2 separate regions of the Mus musculus genome follow, and region 2 is linked to region 1. The links are chromatin contacts, called in public promoter capture Hi-C maps. All regions are on one chromosome and are shown on one strand. The core of a region is the stretch at or near the end of the contact, and the rest is flanking DNA. Distances in the headings are between cores, read along the strand shown. Region 1 holds the start of Dact2 (dishevelled-binding antagonist of beta-catenin 2). Region 2 overlaps Gm34916 (a long non-coding RNA gene).

Region 1 (5,068 bases), core at 1,814-4,313:
TATTGTATCTTCCATAGTATGTGGACAATAAAATCACTTCTATGGTACTTTATGCAATCTAAGAGATTATTTAAGAAGATTATTTAAAATACAATTTAAAAAAATCTGTTCAGGCCAATGAAAAACAAGTCACTGTGTGTTTTAGTAAATATTACTGAGAGCCAGGCACAGAGTCTAAGTCTCTAAAATATCTCATTAAAGGGAACGCCTCTCTCCAGTTCCAACCTCCTCACAGGCCAGTGTGTGGGACAAACAGTGAGCTATAATGGAAATAAAAAGCAGGCTGTAAGATGTTGAGAAAGGTGCTGCAAGAAGCAAAGGCGGGAGAGGTGAGAGGGACCCAGTGCCTAGATCTTCTTTTAGGAAAAGAAGACAGCCCTTGGGAAGGGGGGAGGCCAGAAGACAAGCCCAATGGAAGGATGCCAAGAGAGACAAGAAAGGCAAGAGCCTGGAAGGTGAACTGCAAGAAGGTCCCACAGGCACACAGGGCCACCTCATGTGAGGTTGGAAGCCAAAAAAGGGTTTTGAGAACAGAGACAGCAAGGTCCTTAAGCTGTAAGGACGGCTGGGTGCACTGTTAGGAGCCGACCACATGGGGGCAGCAGGCAGCAAGGAGGCCTGCAGATTAGGTCCAAGAGGGATCCTGGAAACTGTACAGGGCATCACAGCTCAGTCCATGCTATGCCTATTCAAGTACTGTAGTTAATACTCAGAAACAATTAATTAAGCCCTGTCCTATAAACAGAGGTTAGAGTTGAGAAACCACCCTACAGAGCAGTGTCTGGCTAAGGATCCCGCTCACTGTACACTGTACACTGTACCTGCACACTTAGTCAAGTTGAGCGCAGTGTGTCCAAATCTTCAGCCCCAGTCATCACAAGTGTGGGTGTCTCAGTCACTTCTTCAGAACAAAACTCTGGACAGACTCATTTTAGGCCTTTTGGAGACACTTGCCCAGTTGACTTCCAGGACCCCTCCCCCACAACCCCCATTACCCACCTGTAAGTTATGAGAACACGGGTTTCCTCACACTTGCCAGCTGTGGGCATCATTACCCCCTCCCATGTCTGCTCATCTGATTAAAAGGAAGTTTTACTTGTTTTATAAAGGGTATGCTGTGAGGGCAGGGCATAGTTACAGGCATTAGCACACAAGAATAATCTTATGCCCCAGCAGTGAACACCTAAAAATGAAACTGGAAAACGGTTTACAACACTATAAAAATTAAAAAAAAAAAAACCTCAAAAACAAATTGGACACGGGAACAAGGCTTACTGATAATCTGAGGCATGGTTGAATAAACTGAAAGTGGACCTGATTGTGTGGCAAGGGGCCCATGTCTGTGCACCAAGAACACTCAACTTAATGTAATATTTCCTATTGACTGACAGGTTCCGGGCATCCCCCAACAAGACCCATGCTGTCTTCTTTGCAGACACTGGCCACGTGACCCATAAATTCTGTGGAAATAGGGAGGGCACAGAGCAGGAGGCAGTAGTGAGAAGATACAGGGCTGGAGAGCTTATGTGTCCAGACTTCAGAACCCAGTGAAAAGGTGAGTCATTGACACAGCCTGGAACAAGCATAAATATGACAGAAAACAGAAATTCCTTCTCCATATCAGCTGACCCTCCATTGATCTACACCTCTCACTGTTTCCTGTTGGGCAGTGGGCTACACTGTCTGCAGAAAAATGAAAGAGACTCAGGAGGATCAAGGACAGAGCTCAGCCTGAGAGGATGAAGGACTTCAGAGTATCAGCTTTAAACTACAAAAGCTTAGAAGTCTGTAGCTTCGAATCAGGCAGCGACTTCTCAGTCGTCACACAGAAAGCAGTAAAAAGCGGGGAAAACTGGTGCAAGGAGGTAAAGATAAAGAGTAAAAACTTTAACCAAGCTCAGTGCTGCGAAGCTGTGATCTAGGTACACACAGAAGGCTGGAGTTCCTTGGAGACCAGCCTGGTCTACGGAGTAGTTCTGTTGTAGTAAGACCCGGTCTTAGAACCAAACAAAACAAAAATAGGGAAGTAAAATGAATAGAAACCTGTAGACTGGAGAAAACATTGTGAGAATCCTGTATCTAAGAAAGAAATTGCAAATAAGGAAAGAGTTTAAAGGAGACTCTGGTCTTCGTTACTAAGGAGATAGCCAACTTAAAGCAAGTAGCGAACCTGAATGACCGATTCTACAGGGAAAAGATACTTAACTTCCTCCTGCCCGAGGAATCACTGCAAGCTACACTCCACAGGCCTGGGTGCTCTGGATGGAGGCACCTTCCCACCCCTGCTTGGGAGGAAATGGTAAGAACACGGGAAAGTGGTCTCTTCAGTAACCACCCGCGATTCAACAATTCCTGCCTTCGGTAGACACTCAAGGAAGAGAAAAGCATTTTCATCCTGCCTGTGTGCAGAAGTGGATGACAGCTTCTTCCTAACTTATCACTGGAGGAACATGAAGACTATAGATACTCTACTCGGCCAGTAAAGTGCTGCAAAATGGGCGCGCCCGGAAGTCTAACAGCAAAAGACCCGGATAACAGGATTCCACTCAAGACAGTGTCCACAGGAGGCCGCTGGGGGGCTCTGAGCATGGAGTGAGTAAAGGAGGTGGGGGCGACTGAGAGTGTGCGGCTTGCTTCTGGGATCCAGACAGTGTTGCTGAAGTGACCACCATGGTGAGAGCTGCACACCTCAGGAACTTTCTAGAAGCTTCCTTAAAGGTGCGTAGCATGTGTGTGAAGCTGGACTCGGTACTGAGAAGCGAGCGCAGGTTTTCCATGTACATTGGCGAACCTGGTATAGGATTTTCCATTTTAATCAGCTTACAAATAGGAACGTGCGTCTTGCAATGTAAATTTTTTTCTTTTGTAATTTTTTTAAATTTAAAAACCTAAACAAAACCTTTGCCTATGCTTAAGCTCCTCTCTGTCCCTCTGCGGAGGGGCTTTTGGCCTTCCCCGATGAGCTCATAGGTCCCAGGGGCGCAGGGGTTGGGCGAGGGCGCGGCCGGTCGACGGGGCGGGCAGGGGGCGGCCGCTGTGACCTCGGGCGTCGCAAACACCGCCCTCCGCGGCCAGCGATAGGTCCCAACCCACCTAAGCGACCTGCAGCCGGGGGCGGGGAGACGCGACGGGGACGCGCGGCGCGGCGGTTGAGCGTCCGGGAGATGTGGGCACCGAGCGGCCAGGGGCCCGCGGGTTGGGACCGCCGCAGGGTGGGCGCGCGACTACGAGCCGCACTGGCCGGGCTGCAGGAGCTTCAGGGGCTGCGAGCCACGCAGCAAGCACGCGTGCGGGGAGCTCTGGGCCTGCACCCTGCGCCAGGGCCCCGCGGCCAGGAGCTGCGTCTGGAGGCGGCGCTGACCGCGCTACGGGAGCAGCTGGTAAGGAGCAAGTTGGGCGCGAGCGGCCGAAGGGACCTGCTGGGGCGCGATCGGGGCGCAGTTGCGTGGAATGTGCGAGCGGAAAGAGCAGATGCGCGGCTGCGTGGGGAGCGCGCCGCGGGGTGCGAGCTGGAGAGCCGCGCGCGGGACCCGGGGTTGACTGCGCACCGCCTCTGCGGCGGACACAACCTTGGTGCGGCGGCGCGCAAGTCTGGCTAGACACAGGCTGTTGTGGTGGGGAGCGTGGGCTCCATTCCGCCTGGCAGGAGTCTGCGCACATACTGACCTCATCCCGGGAGCAGGTCATCCGGCTACACTGCGTGGCTACACTGCGTGAACTTGAGCCACAGGGCACTGTACTGGGTTTGCTTGGGTCATTGAGGAGTCTTGCCCGCTGAGGATCGTCTCCAAGATTGCACGTCACCTGATCCCATTAAAAAAAAAAAAAAAATAAGACGAGTGTCCTCCGGTATGCGGAACGTGGGAGAGGGGATTAGTGGCGCTTTCTCATCTACCCGCGCCCATCGAGTCCCCCTCTGTAGACCACTTGGGGCCCCTCGGGAGTAGAATTGCTACCCATTTCTAGAAACAGCTCAAGGTTCCTTCCCCTCAGTACTGCAGTATTTTTAAAAGAACAAAATAGTGCGCACTCGAAAGAGTGTGATAGCGTTGCGTCCACAACTCTTTAAGTGGGATTTTTTTTTCACGGTGAAATTTGGATCTGTCCTGTTGAAAGTAGCCTCTTGGTAAAGTTCAGGGTGAAACTGCTGTGTTCCAATCAACTTTAGTTCAGAATAGTGTTGGGTTTGTGTCTAAAGAATCAGGAAGTCCAGTGTCTGAGTCACTACTCCCCAGGACACCTGGAATCTTCCCTGAGTGTAAGAGATCTGGCTGAGGGCGGAATCCAGCTGACAGTCTCCTCCAGTCTGAGACACCCAACTGCTGCCCAGAGAGAGACATGGCCGGTGAGGACTGGACTCTGTACACTGTTGCACCCACGGGACCAAGGCATTATAACAGGTGCCTGTCTTTAGGGGTGGGTGGGGGTGCTCCACACTGGTCACGTGATCTCAGCCAGGCAGGCGCACTGATGAGTTACAAGCATGACCCGTTCCTGAAGGTTAACGATTAAACCCCCCCCCCCACGTCAGCAATACACAAACCCAATCTGTGAGCCCTCACACTCCAATTACCAGGAGCCTGTGGAGAGATCAAACAAGCTTTTTGTTGACACACTCCCCCTCCTCTCCAGGAGACCAGGAGGAACACACTGGCTTTGTCTTGAAACTTGGTTCACGGGGGAAAAGTGAAAAATAATTGAATTCTATGTGGCTTTATCACTTCACCATGTTTCTTATGCGGGGTGGGGTAGGGGGTGGGGTGGAGGGAGGGTGGGGGTGGATGGGAGCAATGTTACTTGTTGAGTAAAGAAAACGGGGAAAGAGCTGCAGTACCTTCTAGTTAAACCGCTTAAACCGCGGCACATAGCCCTCCCGCTGGCTCACCTGGCCCCCAGCCCTCCTTCTAGTGTGAAAAAGGAAGACTCCTATAGTCCTCAACAGTTATCCTGCAGCAATTCTCTAGTAAGGATGGGTTTAGCATTTCTAGGGATTTGGTGTCCATCAGATGGGCTACACCCTGCTAATTGCAGTGTCAAAAGTCACAAAGAGAACTCAGTAGCAGCTGCT
Region 2 (4,993 bases), core at 435-2,934, 310 kb before region 1:
GGACACAGTGGGGTTTAAACCAAAGTAAAGCACGCACAGGAATTCATGTATTGAGATGGTTTGAAGACCATGCAGTAAGACGGGACAGAGAGGAGGCCAGTGGGAACATGGGAATGAGAATCAGGCCCAGCCCCAGCTGAAGCTGCTGCTCACACTCAGGGTCTGGGGGCCAGGTCTCCAATCTCCAGTGTTGCACTGCCCTGCACCTAACTGTGGCCACAATAGGAAAGATAAAGTCCTACCCAGCAGCAGGCTCAGAGAGGACACTCGAGGAGGCAGGTGGAGGGAGAGCCAGAGCCGGGTACTCTTTTAGTCCTTTGCTGCCCAATCTCCCTGACACTAAATATGAACCAGATGCCGGGGGAAACACGGGTAAATGTAATTTCAGTGTTGGATTTATCATGATCTTCTGTTGCTAATGCTCCAAAAGTTTATGTCATTTCTAAATATAACTAACTTCTAAATATGTGGGTTACCTTCCCCACAAAAAAATAAATAAATAAAAAGTATGTTCAAATGTCATTTACCCTAGCCATTAATAACTGCCTGATGTCAGCACGAGCCAGAAACTGGGAACGATTCTGTAAATCTCCATTTATTATAAATTGAGATTCATACTCAAAAATATTGGAATGACATTTGTAAGCTGTCTTAGTACACTTCTCTATATTTAGAAGCGGCTTGAAATGGTCTTTTTCAAATTGCTCGGATCAGCTCAGGGACGTTGGAAACTTCTGAAACGGTTATTGGATTTCATAATGGCTCCCATCTTGAATACCCTTCGGCTTGTGCTTGTTTATAAGTGTTCGTAGAGATGCGTGCATAACAGAGTATGTAACACCTTATTTTCATCTTTTTAAAGTTAATGTTGTACGCTGAGAAACCAGTACTGGTTGGATTGTTTCCAATGGTTCGTTTAGGAATGAGCCTTACTGGAACCGAGAGAAACACAAATCCTCACCTATGAGTGAGAGTCAAGCAAGGTTGGGAGAGGGGCGTGCAAAAGGCTGGTCTAGCTCTTTCCCTTACACGTACCATATTCTCTGTTAGCTCCTCTTGGTGTTTAAGAAAAAGAAAAATCAAATGGGGTCTCATTCTCTAGAGACAGGTTCAGGCTTCTCCAACCCTGGCAGTGCCTAAGCACCTTATTGGCCTATCTGTCTGTCTTTCTGTCTGTCTGTGAAACCTTCTTGACAATACTAGAAGGTGTCGACTTTAGCTCTAAACAGAACACAAGCCTCTGATCTTTACACTGCTTTAGGTAGCATGAGTTTGCTGCACGGGAACCCTGCAGAACAATCCTTGATGATATGCAAAGTCACTTCTCGCCACACACTGGAGGTGGACTCCATTGTAACAATGTGGTTCCCGTGCTACACTGCAGTACAGAGCAGGCTTATAATCCACCCAGAGACCGAGTGCTGACATCTCTGATTCCACAGCAAGTCTGGCTTGGGGGTTGCTGCACTTGATAGTTCTTGCTCTGAGTTCTTTCCTCTCCTGGAGCCAGTCCTGAACTGGGCATCCAGCTCATGTCTTAGTCTGACCCATGGAAGAGCCTTGAGTGATTACAGTTTATAGGACCAACATATTCCATAGAATGTGGCAAGCGTCTTGTAATAAGAGAGGGTGTTCAGAGCCGGGCCATTCCACAGCTGGTGGGGCACATTCTTTGGCCCGCTGCCAACAGCTCCATCTACCACCTGCCTTTGAAGGTCTCCACTTTCAGACGGGATGCACCTGGAGGGGTCAGTACCTATGACTTCATTGATTGTATCAGGTCTGCAAGCCCGTGCATAAACACCATCTGGCACTCAGCGGTTCTGCAGAATGCTACAGAGTAGAGCAAGGCCCTCCACATCCCAAGCACTAAGCAGACCTGGGGGTTGGGACCCAAAGAGCCTGAAAGGTAGTGATTCAAACATACAATTTGTTCTCTTCCAGCCCCGTGCAGACGATTCATTTCCAAAGTTCTCAGAATCACGCGTGTGGTTGTTCAGGGCATAGGTCCGGTTTCTATATGTTGCCTCTTCATGTTTTCTTCTGAGATGGGGGTCTCATCATATGGTTCAGGCCAATCCTAAAATTCCTAAACTCCCAAATGCTAAGAAGCAAACCACTGTCTTTGGAAGAATATCCCCTTCTTTTTATTCAGCATTTTCAACCTGATATGATTTTCTTTCCCGGACGTTTAGAAAACAGTAGAAACCTTGCAGAAAACTGTTCCCCTCTCTCCCTTGCTTCAGTGATCCTTAGCTCTCATCACCCTTGTTGACTTTGTTTGGAGTTTGTGTGTTCATTCCAATTACTTTTAATTCATTTTTAGCACAGTCTCTATCTCCTCCATTGCTTCACGTGTTATCTGAATGTATCTTTATAACCCCATCTGAAAGTGGATTTCATGTAGAAAACAGATAATTGGGTCTTTATCATGGTTATTTGTTCTGACAATGTTTGCCATTAATATTTGGACCATTCTTGCTTACCTAGGATAGCAGATTGTGATCAGCATCTGATGTGTCTTTCACTGAATCGCTGCCTCTCTCCCTCCCTCCCTTCCTCCCCTTTCTTCCTCCTTCACTCTAGTCTAAACCTCAGGGCCGACCCCACCCCCTATTGCATGTGAACGATCATCTGCAAGTTATTAAGATCTTCGAACCCATCTTCCATGGCAGACGATGGGCTCTGAGGAATCCTTAGATTGGCTCATTGCTGTAGGCAATGGAATCTTTAGTGCTCAAGCATCAATCAAAAGTGAATCTAAACAGAAGATTTCTTTAGACACACACTATACTCATCTCTACCCCCGTGTCCCTCTGGTCCCATGCCTTGAGCCCCCATACACATTGCACCACCCACATGTGTGGGTTTGCCCACCATTCCTTTAGCTCCACTCTGGGAAGAGGTGGCCACAGCTTCTTGGCACAGGCTGAGGGACCCTTGTGCGAGGCGTAAGTGGGAAGTAGAAACAGCTATATCAAACCACACACACCTCTAGTCTAGGACTCAACTCAGCATGCCACCGTGCTGGGGATGCAGCAGATAACTTCAAGCAAGGGCTACAGGCAGGAACCCTGCAGCCTAGAGAGAACTGACTTTATCTTCTTTGTCTCTATTGAAATTTTCAGAAAAAAATTTGAACAGATTGTAATTCAAGCCCCTTTATTTACTACAAAAAAGCCAAAGCTATTGAGCATAAAGTAAGAAGCTATAGGTAAATAGATCTCTCTAGCCTTTTGACTCAGTACTCACAAGACATTTTACTTTATTTTATTTATTTATTAGATTTAACTTACTAATCTCACCCATAATTTAATCTTCACTTGAATCATAACATTTTTAGAATTGAAGCAAGAAGCAAATTTTTCATCAAATTCCTTCATTTCTCAAGTAGGAAAATGGAGGCTTAGTACATTCAAAAGGCTTGCCAGAGAGAAGGTGACTTGATAAATGATCAAGTGAAACCCCGGTGTACTGTACACTCTCCTCTGACCAGGCTGCACACGTCATTCTTAGATCAGACAATGAACTCACTCACAAAGCAACAACACACAACTCAAAGGACAGATGACCTATGCCCAGCCAGCAGGCAGTGTGCACTAGAGCAGTCCTGGAGGAGCTGTGAACTTGCAAGGGAAGGCTGCAACCAATACATCACATGTGACTTCAGTGTGGTGTTTCTTGGGACCTGAGAGATCTCCACTGAGGGGTATAGACATAAGTACATCAATTTGTAATTTACCACATGCCTATGCTTTAGTAAAAGATGATTAAAATTGTAAAATATCTTTTAAACTAAATACATTATAAAATATAGTCAATTCTTAAATTACCCAAGGAATGAACTCCTAAATGCTTATCTAAAAAGTCCTCGCTCACTTTGCTTAACGGAGTCCTGCTTCTTCCCTCAGAGCCCAGTGCTAGTCAGGGAGACATTGAACCTTCAGTTTCAAAATGAAACCACATTTACATTATACATGCTTGCACTGTGGAAACCAGAAAGCTATAGCTAATCTTTAGCCACTTTGTGAAATTCAGACTGTTTGCCAGACACAGCTGTGAGCATAGAGCAGCTGGCGTGCTCCCCCAGCAAGCTCTAGGCCACCAGATTCCTCGTCCTACTCCACTATGTCATAGAAGCATCCACACTTTGGCCTTCCTTCTTCTTGAGCTTCATGTGGTCAGTGAGTTGTGTCTTGGATATTCCGAGCTTTTATTCCTAATATCCACTTATCAGTTGAGTACTCCCATGTGTGTTCCTTTGTGACTGGGTTACCTCACTCAGGATGATACTTTCTAGTTCCATTCATTTGCCGGTGAATTTTATGATGTCATTGTTTTTAATAGCCAAGTAGTACTCCATTGTGTAAATGTACCACATTTTCTATATCTATTATCTCTATTGAGGGATATCTGGGTTATTTCCACCTGCTGGTTATTATAAATAAGGCTGCTATGAACATAGGACGATGAGAGGGGAGGCCCTTGGTCCTGTGAAGGCTTGATGCCTCAATGTAAGGGATGCCAGAGCAAAGGGGCAGGAATGGGTGGGTGGGTAGGAGAGCACCCTCATAGAAGCTTGGGGGAGGGGTGGGGATTTGAGGAGGGGAAGCCCCGAAGGGGGGTAACATTTGAAATGTAAATAAATAAAATAATGAATAAAAATTAAAAAATAAAATAGCCAATAAAATACATATACATTTAAAAAAAATATGGGACATTCCATTCACTATTCCCAGCTCCTAGATGAAGCCCAGTATACAAGACACAACCCTCTCAAGGGTTATTGGATTTAAAAGTGATAGGTCATTTCCATGGTCTAATTTTCAATAGCTCCCAACAGTCTAAAATATACTAACATGCGAGTTTTTATCTACAACAAAGATTTTCTCTATATTGTAACTGGTGACTTTTGAGTACAGCAGTGACATGTGCTTCAAGACCACTGTCCTTCCAAGGTAGGGGGAGTGTACAGCAGAGAACAGGCATCCAG

The links. Promoter capture Hi-C pulls out the DNA fragments that hold promoters and counts their contacts.
Region 2: a promoter capture Hi-C map of cranial neural crest shows a contact between it and region 1. The contact joins the enhancer-like site here to the promoter of Dact2 in region 1. A contact is called at or near these places in 6 of 39 promoter capture datasets (cranial neural crest, embryonic stem cells, epiblast stem cells and 3 more), 2 of 15 datasets of contacts at CTCF or cohesin (both in the NIH/3T3 cell line), 2 of 484 Hi-C or Micro-C datasets (cortical neurons and palatal mesenchyme), 8 of 115 datasets of contacts at active chromatin or transcription factors (craniofacial prominence, differentiating embryonic stem cells, embryonic forebrain and 5 more) and 3 of 9 other capture datasets (adipose tissue, embryonic stem cells and pancreatic islet).

What each region holds. Positions count from the first base shown.
Region 1 is chr17:14,201,826-14,206,893 of GRCm38.p6, reverse strand. It overlaps Dact2 (dishevelled-binding antagonist of beta-catenin 2), which reads left to right and starts at 3,063. Exons shown (of 4, transcript NM_172826.3): 1 at 3,063-3,380. The coding sequence starts at 3,165. It overlaps Gm34510 (a long non-coding RNA gene), which reads right to left and starts at 3,187. Exons shown (of 3, transcript XR_001782252.2): 1 at 3,094-3,187.
Region 2 is chr17:14,507,387-14,512,379 of GRCm38.p6, reverse strand. All of the region lies in intron 2 of Gm34916 (a long non-coding RNA gene), which reads left to right. Among named protein-coding and RNA genes, the nearest start is that of Gm34916, 13 kb to the left of the region's middle. Within about 2 kb of position 1,684, at least 12 of the 459 cell types and tissues checked have an H3K27ac peak or open chromatin away from gene starts, as enhancers often do.